Linked DNA regions of Pan troglodytes: region 2 is linked to region 1. Evidence: chromatin contacts called from public Hi-C data. All regions are on one chromosome and are shown on one strand. The core of a region is the stretch at or near the end of the contact, and the rest is flanking DNA. Distances in the headings are between cores, read along the strand shown.

Region 1 (7,892 bases), core at 2,244-4,743:
CTATATATGGTAATTATAATGCATAGAAGCAAGTGAAAATACAAAATGCTATGAGCACTGTAAATTGAGAGGAAAAAGCAATTAGGGATAAAAGATGTTTTAGAATAATATAGCTCGTGTCCAAGTAGGTGACACCTTTAATCCTGCTGTCTATGCAGGTATTTGAGGCCTCCAGTCTCTATGGTTTTAGACAAACAAGTTAACTCTGATTCTTTGGTATACTATAGTTCTAAATAATGGATTTTAAAAGTAAAATAGTTTCTTTCTGTCACTTTCTTCCTAGGAATAACAAGCAGAACACAGTTTAAGTGTTGTTTCTTTTTTATTGAAAGTTGCAATGCTGAGGGATTCGGAAAGAGCGGTTCTGAGGAGTTAAATGTAGTGGCAGGTAAGAGGAAAGCTGCTTGGTACATTTATAATATCAGTTGCATTACATGCAGAATCAACATTGATTTAAGAGGTGGGTTATGACAAGGAGAAATATTGTCTGGAAGAAGATTTCTTTGGGGTGATTGAAGGGGGACATTTTTTCTGCTGTACAGATGTGCAAACTTTCCCTTTCTTCCTTCTGGCTCCTCACCCTTCTAGCTTTGCTTGGTTTGTTTTGGTGGTTATGGAACAATATTTCTAGCTTAATTTTCTGCAGGGTGGGCAGGGTTCTTTTGGGAAAACAGAAGATGAGGTACCAAATTGTGATTTTTTTTTTTTTGTTCCTGCTTTGTCCCTGATAACGCACTTCCTGGCAGTAGCTGGAGGCTCACTCAAGTGAAGTCAAAGGCCAGGTCTCACTTTGAACCAAGGGACAAGCTTCCAGTCTGGCAGATCAAGATAGAGTTAAACTAGTTGTTGACCCAGAGGTCAGGCCAGCATATATCAGCCCACCCTCCAGAGTCTGGAAAGGGCTGCCAATCCAACCATTTCCATTTCCTACCGCATCTCTTCTACAAACTTGAATGTTTCTTCCCTATCCTGCTTTCTCCTTTTTTGGCTCCTTCCTTCCTCACCTTCTCTCTTTGTGGATGATCTCTTTCACTGAGAAATGTGTAACTGTGATTTGTTGAGGCTGGATTATCAACTGAAATATTTTATGTAAGAAACTTAATTTAAACCAATATGATGACTTCCTCTCAGAACAACTGATGCTGGAGAAAGCTCCTGAATGGGTTTGCCTTCCTTCCGCCCTGCTCCTACCGGAATCTTGGCATAACTTCTCAACTGGGCTTCCTTTGGTTAGAGAATACTGAAATTAAAATTTAAAGACAAGCAGGTGATGCGACTGGACTCCTAAGTAGGCAGATCGATAATTTTGCTATCATTTTCATCTTCATGGATCTTTTGGTGAGATTATTAAATGGAATGCTACAGAAGGCTTGTAGAGGAATTTTTTTAAAAATAAATATTGTAGAGGATTAGCTCAAAGGTCAGATGATCTTTTTGGCTGATAAATTAAGGCAGAAAAAGGAGGAAAAAAGTGTGCATGTGATTATTATCTGTTTGCCTAAGATGGTAAAGATAAATATTATCATGAAAGAATTTAAGAATTTTGCTCAGTGTTTTGTACAAACCAGCCTCAAAAAGGGATTGATTTGATGCAGGTATTTTGAATAAACTGTGGTTGTTCATTTTACTACTGATTTTTGCTGCTTCTGTCCAAACAGGCATTATTTCTCTTTACACTCCTAAGAAAAACCCAGATATTACCAACGTCTTTATCCTTCTCTCTCTTTTTAAAAGTATGGTTTCTGCAGTTGCTTCCTTCCTTCCTTTCTTCCTCCTTCTCTCCCTCCCAATCTCCCTCCTTTTTAAAAAATGGCGCAGAAGATCAATTCTGTGCCTGTATTTCAAGAAAATGGTGTTAAGGAATCGAAATATAGTAATGCTGTACCCATTTTAAAGTCAGGGCTTTGGTTTTGGGTGGCATCTTTTGAAGACTGCTCAATATAAATAGTTGATGTTATTTTAAAAATAAGATTCAGAATTTTCTCCCTGTTTATTCCCTGCTTCCGGATTAAAGGAAAGCCGCTAATTCCTTGCCATCCTGGACCCTAGCCGCTGCGGTTTAAGGGGATGCGCGTCAGTGGCCATGTCTTTAGATTCGCTGCTCTCCCTGTGAGCAGAAATGTTGATTTGCTACAGCGGCGGGGAGGGGGGATCTATTTTTCCCTAGTCCCTCGGCGCATGTTTAATTTAATTTAATTTTCTGCGGAGTCTCTTGGCGGTGAGGAAAGCAGCCTTATACATTTTGCTTTGGTTCCTGACGAACAGTGGGAGAGCTCTAGGGACAGCGGGGAGGGCTTGAGGTGACCTAGAACTCGGAATAAAGGCCCGCTACAAGCTGTCGCTTTTTCCTGGTATTCTAGTACCGTTTTTGAAAGTCCATCTACCGGAAATGTTGCTTTTTTTTTTTTTTTTTTTTTTTTTTTTGAGATGGAGTTTTGCTCTCGTCTAGGCTGGAGTGCAACAGCGCAATTTCGGCTCACTGCAACCTCCGCCTTCCGGGTTCAAGCGATTCTCCTGCCTCAGCCTCCCCTGTAGCTGGGATTACAGGCGCCCGCCACCACGCCCGGCTAATTGGTGCATTTTCAGTAGAGACCGGGTTTCACCATGTTGGCCTGGTCTCGAACTCCTGACTTCAGGTGATCCGCCAGCCTCGGCCTCTTAAAGTGCTGGGATTACCGGCGTGAGCCACTGCGCCCGGCCTGGGGCTGCCGCTTTTAAAAAGCCCATTCCTCAACTTTGCTTCTCAGGCACCAATTTCTTGTTGCGCGGGAGGAAACGCTGGCAGCGACCTCTGCTTCTCTCGCAGGGCGCTGAGCCGAGGTCTGGCCTGCCCAAAGTTCCCTTCGTTCTCTTTTCGAATGAATTCTGCGAGAGGTTTTGAGCCTGGGAGGATTTCCCAGCCTTTCTAAACGCTACCCTCCGCTTTCCTCTTCCCAGCTCCTCGAAGTGCCCAGTACATTGAGAAAGACCCCCGGGCCCTCCCGGGGAGGGTTCCGAACTGGCGATCCGCACGGTCCGCCCGCAGGTAGCAGCGAAGAGTGAGGTGGTGGTCTGGGGTCTCCCCGCGAGCCCTGGCCCCGGCCCCGGCCCGGGCCCGCCGCTCCCCTCGGGCTGCGGGCCGGAGCAGCCCAGCGCCGCGCCCACCGCACACAAAGGCGCCGCTGCCGCCTCCGCCCGCTGCACGGACAGCGAGCGCCACCCTGTGCCCTGCTCCCGTTCTGCAGCGCGCTCAGCGCGGGCAATGCCGGCCAGACCCGCGCCCGCCAGTCCCGGGCCTCTGACCTTGGGCAAACCCACGGTGGGAATCGACGCGGGGAGCCTCCCCCCGCCCCGCTCTCGCCTGTGGGCTCTCAAAAGACACTCGGGCCGGACAGGGTGAGGGATTCCCCTGCCTTCGCTTCCCTCCCTTGCTTGCTCTGTAGTTTTCCCGCACCAGCCCGCTGCCCTGCGCCATCCTAGCGCCTCGGAGCCCGGGGAATCTGTCCCATCCTGTCCTGGGGTGCCGCGCTTTGATCTTTCTGCCCGTGCCACCGGAGGCTGCTGCGGCGTGGACAGACTCAGATTCTTCTTCCTGAACTTGTTCAGATTTCTCTCTGTCCTGGCCCACGACTGCCTGCCTTTCTTCACCTCCTGTGCTCTTTTTTTGGCCAAACTGCTTTGTGTTCACTCGCACCCGCCTCCTCTCCCCAGCGACGTCAAAGTGCAGCGTCCTCCATAGGTGGCAAGATTTATTCTTGTCATTTTATCATGGGGTTGCCAGACTCGACGAGTGAAGGAACTTGCCTACCTTTCCCCACACTGTTATCATAAAGAAGGCGCAATTAAGTGTGACTGGCTGTGAAAACTCTTTGCCCTTTTTAGTTTCAGGATATCAAAAAAGTTTAGCTACCCTGGGGACTAACAGAAAAAGTGATGGATAGATAGGTGGATGGACACAGATGTAGAATCACTGAACCTGTTGAACAGAACTCTACTGCATTGCACCCAAAACCCAACAACCTCTCGTGGGCTTCCTTCCCAATGCTCTTCTCTCCCGACTCTGGGCCTCTGGGTCTTTGGGGACTGCTACCAACATTCTGAAGGTCCCTATTCTGGTGACATCTGAAAGGAGATCAAGATAGATCAACCCTTCGGAGAAGAGCGTCATGCTCCGCTTAAAGGTCTTTATTTGGAGAATGTACCTGCCTCTCCCCGGGCTGCCTGAGGAAAGGAGCTGGCTCCTGGTAAACCTTTCCCCAGCCCCACCCCCTGACTCTTTTAGGCGCCTCTAGGTCTTAGGCCTTCTGGTCTTGGAAGCTCATCGCACAGGTTCGGATCTGTGGGTTCCACTTTGTATTCTCGAGACATGCCAAGGATTAAACTTGGCTTTTATGGGTGGTTAGATACGCACTATGTACATGCATTTAAGGCATCCTGTGATGAGGCTGCAGCATAAATCTTCTCCCGCACTTATATTGAAAGAGCTCTCGGAGACGCACACCTGCGCGTGACAGGGCTCCAGTCATGTCCCCTCGTGGCTAAATCCACGGGCTCCACTGACCCCAATCCCCCACAGTGGGGAAGGAAGGAGGGTCGCCTATCTTCGCTTGCAAAGCCCCTGCAGCCGCCGGTAGAAGCAATCTGGCTTCCCGGAGCTCCAGGATATAATTGACACGTCCACCTCCGGAGCCGCCACCACTCTCCTCCCTCAAGCCAGCCGGCGATGTGAGCCCACATCCCCACCCCCTCTCTCCGGGGTCCGGAAAGCTGGGAAGCGCTGGAATGCCGCGTTCTCTCAACCTATTGTGCCTAGGTGTTGCAAACCACTGGAGGACAGAGCTTCGCGCTTTGATCTCATGTCCCAGTCATTCTTTAGCACAGAGGGGTGAGTTTAAATTAAATTTCTTTCTCTGCTGATAAGTCGTAATGGGCCTCAGAAGGTGAATAATTATGCAGTAACATTTCATGGGTTGTTGGAGTGGGAATTCCCACTGCGCTGTCATCAGGAACAGAATTTCCCTCGTACGCTCAATGCTAAATGAAGCTTTGCAAGTAAGCCACAAGTGTCTTTCAAATCTCGATGCAGATGATCTAGTCCTTCCCTACTCACCTTTCTTGCCCCTACAAATCTGTGTCGTCCTTTATTTTTTCATTCGTAGTTTAATAAGTGGTTTACGAATACTTTTAAAATCAGTGCTGAAGGATCTTATATTTGAGGTAAAAAAATACTTAGCTTTGATGATTATGCATTTCTATCAAGACAAAGCACACACTGATGAAAGCTGGGGACGCATTTTCCTGGGAAAAGGCAGATGAGCCACCTGAGATTTATGTCCAAATACCTGGATTTAGTCTGGCCAACTATCTTCACTTATTTTAGTGAAATAGTGCTTTTTGGTTTGATTCCTGAGGAGAGTCCGGACCCGAAGTTGCTGCAGGCATAAGATTTGATCATTAGTGTTCTGAAGGTATCTAGTTTGCAGTTGAGAAATTGACTTTCCATGCAAGAAGGTTAAAAGGAAAAATGCCTTGGCTGCTTCACTCAAAATAGCCACCTGCCTATTAGAAAATGTGGACTTAATTCTTGGAGATATCAATTTATATTTAATTTCCCTCCAAGCTAGATAAAAAAAACAGCATCAACAGTTTGGATATTGTAAATGGGTCATGACGTTTTGATACTCAAAGGAAAATCAGACCCTTAAAGAACTCTCTAAAATTGTAATTTAAAAGCACAATGGAACTCTTTATTGTTTTGTTTTTTAAAAAAAATCCTCTATACCCCCATTCACTTTAGTGCTTCATTGCATAGCATTTTCACTGTTTACTTTTTGTGCCTTTACATGTCTTCCTTTAAATGAATTGAGCTCCCTCAAGCTTTAAGATTTCTAAATCAACACACAGAAACTGGAGCCTGCTTATCAAGTTTTCACTCCTCTCTTGGCAACTAATTTGAAAGGGCTCAAACAATAAGTTGATTTACATTATGCTCATTTTACCCTGAAATCTGTGCGAATGTTGAAAAACCCTTAATCATTCATCTTGGGTTATCTTTACATCTTTGGGGGAACCAATCCTTCCAGCTTTAAGTTTTTTAGCTACTCCATTTTAAGCGCTGAAATAGAAGAAAGAAAGTAGATCTTTTTCTTTTTTCCCCTAAAGTTCAAGTGATTGTCTAGTTCAACTGAAAATAAAGGATTTGTACTGCCCAATTTTGCACCCAATTTAATGTCCCTAATTATGTAGGCACCCTATCATCAGGTTTCCCATCATTTCAGGAAGTTTTGTGCTCATTCTTGTACACTGATCAATGCTTCATTTTTCTCTTACATGCCTATCTCTTATGATTATTATTTTTTTTCTAAGCAGGTTCTTTCCCCTTTCAATTTAACAAACAATGGCCTTATTGCAGGGAGGTGGGGAGGGGAGCTAGTACCAGGTGGAAATGTGTTTAAAAGACATTCACGTTATTTAGCTTCAAAAATATTATTGAGTTATATATCCTCTTTAACAGAATTTACACAGACTTTTTCTATAGATAAATGAAGTTTTTATTTAGGGCAAAATATTTTTTATAACATTAAATTATATTTCTCCCAAAACTTTAAGAAAAGAAAGTTTTTATAGATGACAATTCAGTGGCTTTTTACTATGAGGCAAAGTAACTTTTGCTGTTTCTTCCAGTAAATAACTATTTGACTTAAAACTGCAGTGGTTAAGTTTAAGGTCCATATACATTATACTTCCTGTGTCCTCAGTATTGACATATTTTAGTGAGTTTCACAATTGAATGTTGTCATAGCAATGAACAGAGATCATTAAAACAACCTTGTAAATATTTTGGCTACAAAATACTGTATAGTTTTCAGTAGAAAGCATATGATATATTAATAATTCATTTCATATGTAATTATTAAATTTGAAATGCATTGCTTAGTGATGTGTTCACTTAAGTGTCTTAGTATGTATATCCAGGAAAATCAGATTTGGTGAACTTTTCATTCTTGAAGTTCTGCTTGTTGTTTTGTAGAGAAAATATTACTTTCACAATACAGGTATAATAGATCCCTGCTGTAAAGAAATAGTATTAATAATTTATGTCCATGAAGGGGTTTGGAACTACTTTTATTATTTTATGCTGCAAAAGCAGTGGCATATTCTTTTTCCCTTCAGTTTTTAAGTAAACTTTTTATTTTGGAATAATTTTAGATTTACCGAAAAGTTGTAAAAATAATATAGAGAGTTCCTGTGGTTTTCCTATTGTTAACATCTTACATTATGATGGTATGCTTGTCAAATGTAAGAAATCAATGTTGATATAGTTGAGTTTTTTTAATGAAGAAATAAAGGCAAAAAGAAAAAATGCATCACCTATCAGTCAGTGGTAGGTTGTAGTTTAGAAAACTGCTGACCATTTTTTTTTTTCAGCTTCTTATGATCACCTGGGATTTGCCTCCAAGACAGACTATGTACTAAATTATTAAGTTAAGTAGAAAGCTTTTCCTCACAGATATGTCTTTAAGATATAGTTTCTTATAACGAAGTTTTGTTTCTTTCATGGTTAACTAAAATCTAAGAAAACATATTTAGTTTCATTTTGCATTTTTATTTTGTGTATGGAAGCATCAGATTAAATTTTAAATGGTCCATATTTTCACTTCAAATTATCCAAAATAGTAATATTCTATTTGTCACTTATACCTATTTTTTATCCTATAATTTAAAATGACTTAATCATTATTATTTTCTTTAATGTAGTTACTACAAAAATATAAATAAATAATCTAATTAAATTAATTTCCTCCCGTATTTTAAAACTTAAACTTTAGGATCACTTTTGCTAAGAAACTGAGTTTGTCAGAGTATAGAAACCTTTAAAACTTGCCAGGCGCAGTGGCTCACACCTGTAATCC
Region 2 (7,014 bases), core at 614-3,113, 490 kb before region 1:
CTTTAGCATTTATTCCAGGTGTGTTTTTACACATTGCTATGATTATAAGCATAAGTAATCTTAGCTTTTCTATTTTTAACATTTTTATATTTATTTAAAATAGTGGTTGACTGTGCAGATTCATCTATCACTTTTAGTGAAATTCGTAATGATTATGAGAGATTTTTATGGGCTTTCTAAGTATATAATTTTGTTGATGAAAAATAATGATAATTCCCCTCCTTCCAATGTTTATTCCTCTTATTTCTAATCTTATTTTGAGAACTAGCCAGAATATTCTGAAAACTGTTATTTAATATTTATGATGGGACAATCTTTTCTTTATCTTTTTGAATTTTAATGGAAATGCCTTTGGTGTTTCACCATCAGACATGATGTTGGCTCTTGGCTAAAGAGAGATATACTTATTAAGAAATTAGTCCTTTTTGGCCAAAATTTTAAAGAATTTTAAAATATTAGTCAACATTGAGTGTAGAATTTTAAGCTACTCTTTAAAGCAACCAAAATAGGTTTGAAATATATTTTAATATAACTTGAATGTGTCCAATTAAATTAAAACCCTTTTATAAGTAGTACACAGTTTAATTTTCTATAACACGTAGAAAATTTATAATAAACTGCAATGTGCAGGTACTACAGGAAGTTTTCACTCCTACTCTTTTATTTAAGCTTAAGTAATAACTCAAATTCATGCTTTTTAATATTATGCTTATTCGATTAGTTTTCAATTTCTGTCACAATTTTTTTCCCTGTATGTTACAATACATCACAGTTGATTAATGCAGAAAGCTCTGACAGATATTTTAGTGGGTTGATTTGTACCTCTTAATGTTTGAAATTTATATATTTGGTTGACAGCCTGGCTAAGGCAATAAAATACTGAGAAGTAAAAATACAAGCTCATTCTTAGTTAACATATGTTTTCTGTATCAGCATCATAAAATTCCACATTTGCAAATTTTGTTCATATGCTGAAGTTTTATAGAAAGTAACAAATTGTTGTCATATGGATTTCTCTGAGTTAAAAAGTGACACTGTAAAGACCTAGTTTTCTGCACAGCAGTATACAAATTTGGCTAAACAGTTTTCTTACAATTATGTAAAAATAACAAACTAGGCTTAGAGGGAAACAGACTGAAAGGAAATGTACCAAAATGTGTTTCCTTTCCCTCATGTCTCAGCCTAGGGGTACTATCCTCCCGGCAGTCTCTGTTGACGCTCTAACTGGATTGGGCGCCCCTCCTATGTGCTTCTGGCCCCTTCTTCCTCTGTCACACTGTGCTAGTGGTGCATGGCAGGTCATCTCCCCCAGGTACTGTCAGTTCTAGGAGTGAAGGGACTGCTTTGTGCATGTCCTCATCATCTGTCTATTGCTCAGATAATATCTGCATGGGGAATAGATTCATGAATGAATGAATGTGTGGATGTTTGGGTGTTACACTATGGACATTCACAAAACATTAATAGCTCAAAATTTGTGTTTCTATTTTCCAAATTCCCTTTAACATACACATTTTACAATGTTTGGTTTTCATGTGAACGAGAACGTCAAAGGCAAGCATCAGAATAGCAGAATATGTTGAAAAGAGACTTGTTTTTTTCTTTCTGAGATGCCATTTTTATCCCAGTACCACCAGCCATGAGGGTGGTATATTGAGTATTTCCTGCTTTCTGCTCTGGTGGGACCACACTGCCTGGCCCTCTTGTGGTGGGGTAGGATAAGGCCATGTTACTTGTTCTTACAAGAGAGATGCAGGAGGTAATAATAGCACATGTCACTTCCAGGTCAAAGTATTGCTGGTGTGAGCCCCTCCAGAGTTTACTTCCCCTTAGCCACAGTGACCAGAATATTCCAGATATTGCTGTCAGCCAGGTCTCAGCGTGAGAACCACATGAATGAGAGTTCCCTGTCAAATGGAGATGGATGTGTTCTGTGAGCGAGCAGTTAACCTTTGTAATGTAAAGTCACTGAGATCTGGGGAGTGCCTGTTACTGAATGATAAGTTAGCTTTTCCCAGTTGGTACTGTGTGGCAAATTTTCTTCCTTATGCCTTATTCAGAGATAGTCGCTGAGTTCTACAAACTAGTAAACTAAGCACAGAAAAATTAACTCTCTCTCTAAAGATGGAATACAATAGAAATGCTGAAAGATTAAAAAAGGAAGTACTTCTGCTTTGCAACCCCAGTACCAAGTTGGAATGCCTTGTAGGCTTATGTCCTGAGGCTTTCATTTTTCTTTCCCTCCGAGCCAGTTAGACCAACGATCTTACCTAATTGGTTAGTAATTACATGCAGTTCTTGACTGTGACATTTGGGGTCTTTTGAACATTTTCTATTTAAGTCCAGTGGTTGCAATATCGGAAAAAACAAAAAACAAAAACAGAATGTGGCCAATCATATTACCTCAGGGTTTGTTTTTTTTTTTTAGCCCTAAATGTCAGTAGCTAGATTGATACATATCACTTTCTGAAGTACAGGCTGTAAATCTAGGAGTTATAAATGTCAGTTTTGATGTGTGTTTTAGTGGCTTCAAACATCCCCAGTGGAGGAAACAAGCAGGCTGTTACTATGGAAGTTCCTTGTATTACACAGGGACCTACCAGGACTGGCAGTAATTGGTAACACTTGGAAAATCTATGGGGAAAGCAGTTCCCAGATCACTGAAAAAATCCTGGGCTTAAAATCAGAAGATCTGGGTCTGAGGATCAGCTATTTCATTCTGTGTGTTACGCTACTGTATGAGCAACTTTGAGAGCTTGGGGAAATCTCTTTACCTACACCTCAGCTGCCTCATCTGTTAAATAGCAGGCAAAAGGCGTTCTCATGAAAAGTGCATGAGATGATGTGAAAACTCAGAACTACCTAGGCTCAAAGGAATTAACTTCACTCCTAAGGTTGGGTCCATGGATCATGTACCTGATCAGGAATGATAGCAGATGTAGATGCTACAGATAGACCTCTTGGCTAAATCATGACTAAAAAATCCCAAAGGGTGAATATCAAACAGGGGCCATTTTTCATTTTTGGTGTTGGTTCAGGGATCTCTCTCAAAAATAAATGGCGGCCAGACATAATGGCTGACGCCTGTAATCTCAGCATTTTGGGAGGCCAAGGTGGGAGGATTGCTTGAGCCTAGGAGTTTGAGACCAGCTTGGGCAACACAGAGAAACCTCATCTCTATTTCAAAAAAAAAAAAAAAAATTAGGTAGGCGTGGTGGCATACACCTGTAGTCTCAGCTATCTGGGAGGCTGAGGTAGGAGCATCACCTGAGCCCAGGGAGGTTGAGGCTGCAGTGAGCCATGATCTTGCCACTGCACTCCAGCCTGGGGGACAGAGTAAGACCTTGTATCAAAATAAAATAAAATAAAAGGAAAGGAAACTGTCCATCACATAAGTGGCTTACACATCGGTATATGTGGCCATGCCTCAGCCCATGTGCTCTAGTGATTTCTGCCACTCTGGGCAATAAGGGCAAATTTGCATCCATGCCTTTGGTCTTTGAGGGGGAATGGCTCACAGTCTTCCTGGTTTGGGAACCTGCAGATAATAAGGAGGCCTGCCCACCACAGAAGCATTTGCACAGTGTGAATGCCTGGAAGCATGGTGCTAATGTTTTAGCCAATTCCTCTGGCTCTTCCTGACCATTCCATGCTTGGAATCTCATCAGTCAGCTCTCATCTCAAATTCTGACATTCACTAAGTTGGGCCAACTAAGAGGGGTGCTTAAATTTGAAGCAGAAATCATTTTGAGGAATAAATTTGGAATTAGCATCTTGGTACAGGCTCCAATTAAACAGTCCCTGAGCACAAGTGATGGAGCATGAGTCTAGAGTATGTTTTTCAAATCTTCATAATTTAGTATTTATAGGTATTCCTAGAGATTTTGTAGGAAAAAGAAGACTGACCAGAAAGGGGTTATAGTTTGCTTTGCCCTCTGTTAGACTTCCTTCTCTCAGGGCTTTATTTTATTGGGTTGCAAAAAATCTGTCCCAATAAATATTTGTTTGATCTTTTAAATTTGCTTTCCAAAAATTTCCATTCAAATATAACCAAGAAAAAGATTCATTTAGGGTTTTCTTCATATGTGTGTATCAAGATAAAGATAATATAACCTGGAATCCTCAAAGTTCTTAGACACAGAAGTCTAGCACTAAAATTTGAGTTTGTCTTTTTTTTTTTTTTTTTTTTTTTTTGAGACTGATTGTCGCTCTGTTGCCCAGGCTGGAGTGCAGTGGCACAATCTCAGCTCACTGCAGCCTCTGCTTCCCTGGTTCAAGCGATTCTTCTGCCTCAGCCTCCCAAGTAGCTAGGATTATAGGCCCCCACCACCACACCCAGCTAATTGTTGTATTTTTGGTAGAGACAGGGTTTCACCATGTTGGCTAGGCTGGTCTTAAACTCCTGACCTCAAGTGATCCACCCACCTTGGCCTCCCAAAGGAGTTTGTCTTTTATAGCAATGTAGGATCTGCTATTTTCTCTCCCTTTGACCTTGAGGTCCTCATTCAAGCAAGGGGGCATTTCTCTCTGACATTTATTAAGAATTTACTATTTGCCAGGTACATGCGTATCTATGCTATTTGAGACTACCAAATAGCTCTGTGAGGTAGATATTTTATCCTCATTTTACTGATAAGAAAAATGTGGCTTGGGTGGACTAAGTAATGCCTAAGGTCACTTGGTTGATACATAGCACAGTTTAGGTTTGGATTCTGGGCATGTCACTCCTGAGTTAATTGCTATGTCTCAGTGGCAGTGATAAGATAGGTTTAGGAGTCCTGAAAAGTGGATCTGGGTAAATTTTAGGAAAGCATGGAGAGGGAGAAGGGAGTTCTAAAAAGATAATGGGATCAGAAAAGTTGAAAATAGTTTGAGGTATATTTACATATGAGAGGACACAAGCAACTAGTTTGGATACCGGAGTTGTTCTTTCTGGAAATTGCTCTTTCCAGAAACATGGAACTACCCACCAATGAAGAAGGATGGTAAGTCCATACAGCAGAATCTAACATAGCCCTTAAAAAGCCAAGAGGTTAACATGTGGGGTCTGTGTGTTGGCCACTAGTTAATCTCTTTTCTCTTCTAAAAAAATGGGGGAAATAATAGTACCTACTTCATAGGGATGTTGTGGAAATTAATGGAACAACTCATGCAAAATGCATAGAAAGGTGCCTAGCACATAGTAAGCACTCAATAGATGTGAGCTGTTATTATCTACACATACTGACATGAAAAGATGTCCATGATATCTTTTATATCCATGTGAATAGAGGAGGCTGTGAAACAGCAGAAAGAGTGTGATTCCACTTTTGTAAGTATGTATATGTGTATAGGAAATATCTGGAAGCATACATATCTTAATGTTAGCAGTGTTAATCTCTGTGTTTATAAGATCATTCTTTTCTTTTTTAACTTTTATTTTAGGTTTGGGGGTACATGTGAAGGTTTTTTACATAGGTAAACTCGTGTCATGGGGGTTTGCTATACAGGTTATTTCGTCACTCAGGTATTAAGTGCAGTACCCAATAGTTATCTTTTCTGCTCCTCTCCTTCCTCCCCCTTTCCATTCTCAAGTAGACCCAACAACAGAGTCTTGAGTAGACTCAACAATAGTGTCTGTTGTTTCCTTCTTTGTGTTCATGAGTTCTCATCATTTAACTCCCACTTATATGTGAGAATATCTGGTATTTGATTTTCTGTTCCTGCACTAGTTTGCCAAGGATAATAGCCTCCAGCTCCATCCATGTTCCCACAAAAGACACGATCTTGTTCTTTTTTGTGGCTGCATAGTATTTCATGATGTATATGTACCACACTTTCTTTATCCAGTCTGTCCTTGGTGGGCATCTAGATTTATTCTATGTCTTTGCTAAGATCATTATTTTCTTATAAGTGTGAATAATTTTTATAATTAGGGAAACTTGGGTTCCAAAACCAATAAAACAAAAATAAATAAACAACACAAGGAAAAAAAATCTTTAGCTTCTTTCTTGGTTTCTTAATTCCAAGGCAAGTGAGAGAAGAGGAAAATGACAAGGTATAAGTCTCATTTCTGTTACCTTGACCAAGTTATTTAACATGGGTCTTATACCTCACAAGATTATTTTAAGAAATCTACCAAGTGAGTATCTGAAAGCACCTCAGCTCTCATAAATATTTCTGTTCACTCATGGCCTCTTTTAAAGACTTTAGGAGAAGGATTTTGTTTTCAGGGCTCAGAAATTTGACAACCAGAATTTTGCCAATAATAATAGTAATAACAACAATGACAAAACATTGTCCAAACCTCAATGACTCTTATTTATTTATTTTTTAGATGGAGTCTTGCTCTGTCACCCAGGCAGGAGTGCAGTGGCATGATCTTGGCTCACTGCAAGCTCCACTTCCCGGATTCATGCCATTTTCCTCCCTCAGCTTCCCGAGTAGCTGGGACTACAGGTGCCCGCCACCACGCCCGGCTATTTTTTTTTTTTTTTTTTTTTGTATCTTTAGTAGAGATGGACTCTTCTTTATTTTAAATAAAATAATACATTCAAGGATTTCAGTGTTCTTTTAATCCTCTTCTAAGTGGATGTTATTATCTCTGACTATTAAGGTGACTGGAGGCAACTTAGTGCCCAACACCCCTAGAGTTTACACAAGGAAACAAACCATGTATTCTCCAATCACCATTCATATGTTCCAGAATTTCTTCTGTGTCATTTGTATAATAATATTATTAAGCTCCATTAAAACCCACAGTAGACTCATTTTGGAATTAGTAGGAATATACAGACAGGTGAGCAAGAAAACAAAATCTCTCTTCTCTCTTTCTCTCTTAGCAGGAGCTTGTCCCAAAGTCTCCACTGATTAGAAAAAAAATTAATGCACCAAAACATCTCAAATCAAAATAAATCTTACTTTATAACCAAACATAAATATCACAATGAAAAGGTTGAGTGTGAGGGAGTACAGAAGGGCAATTGTTAGAATTGTTAGTCCTTTGGTGATTTTTTATCAAAATGGTTTGAAGCC

Evidence for each region. Hi-C and Micro-C count contacts between places; a contact is called where the count stands out from the background.
Region 2: a contact with region 1 is called in a Hi-C map of induced pluripotent stem cells, with 6 times the contacts expected there. The contact joins two enhancer-like sites. A contact is called at or near these places in 3 of 7 Hi-C or Micro-C datasets (induced pluripotent stem cells and stem cell-derived neural progenitor cells), 1 of 1 datasets of contacts at active chromatin or transcription factors (stem cell-derived excitatory neurons) and 1 of 1 other capture datasets (stem cell-derived neural stem cells).

Annotation. Positions count from the first base shown.
Region 1 is chr6:26,588,177-26,596,068 of NHGRI_mPanTro3-v2.0_pri, reverse strand. No RefSeq gene overlaps it. Among named protein-coding and RNA genes, the nearest start is that of SP8, 9.6 kb to the left of the region's middle. Within about 2 kb of position 3,493, at least 3 of the 24 cell types and tissues checked have an H3K27ac peak or open chromatin away from gene starts, as enhancers often do. A contact at or near this core is called in induced pluripotent stem cells, where this site is marked.
Region 2 is chr6:27,081,285-27,088,298 of NHGRI_mPanTro3-v2.0_pri, reverse strand. No RefSeq gene overlaps it. Among named protein-coding and RNA genes, the nearest start is that of SP4, 170 kb to the left of the region's middle. Within about 2 kb of position 1,863, at least 3 of the 24 cell types and tissues checked have an H3K27ac peak or open chromatin away from gene starts, as enhancers often do. A contact at or near this core is called in induced pluripotent stem cells, where this site is marked.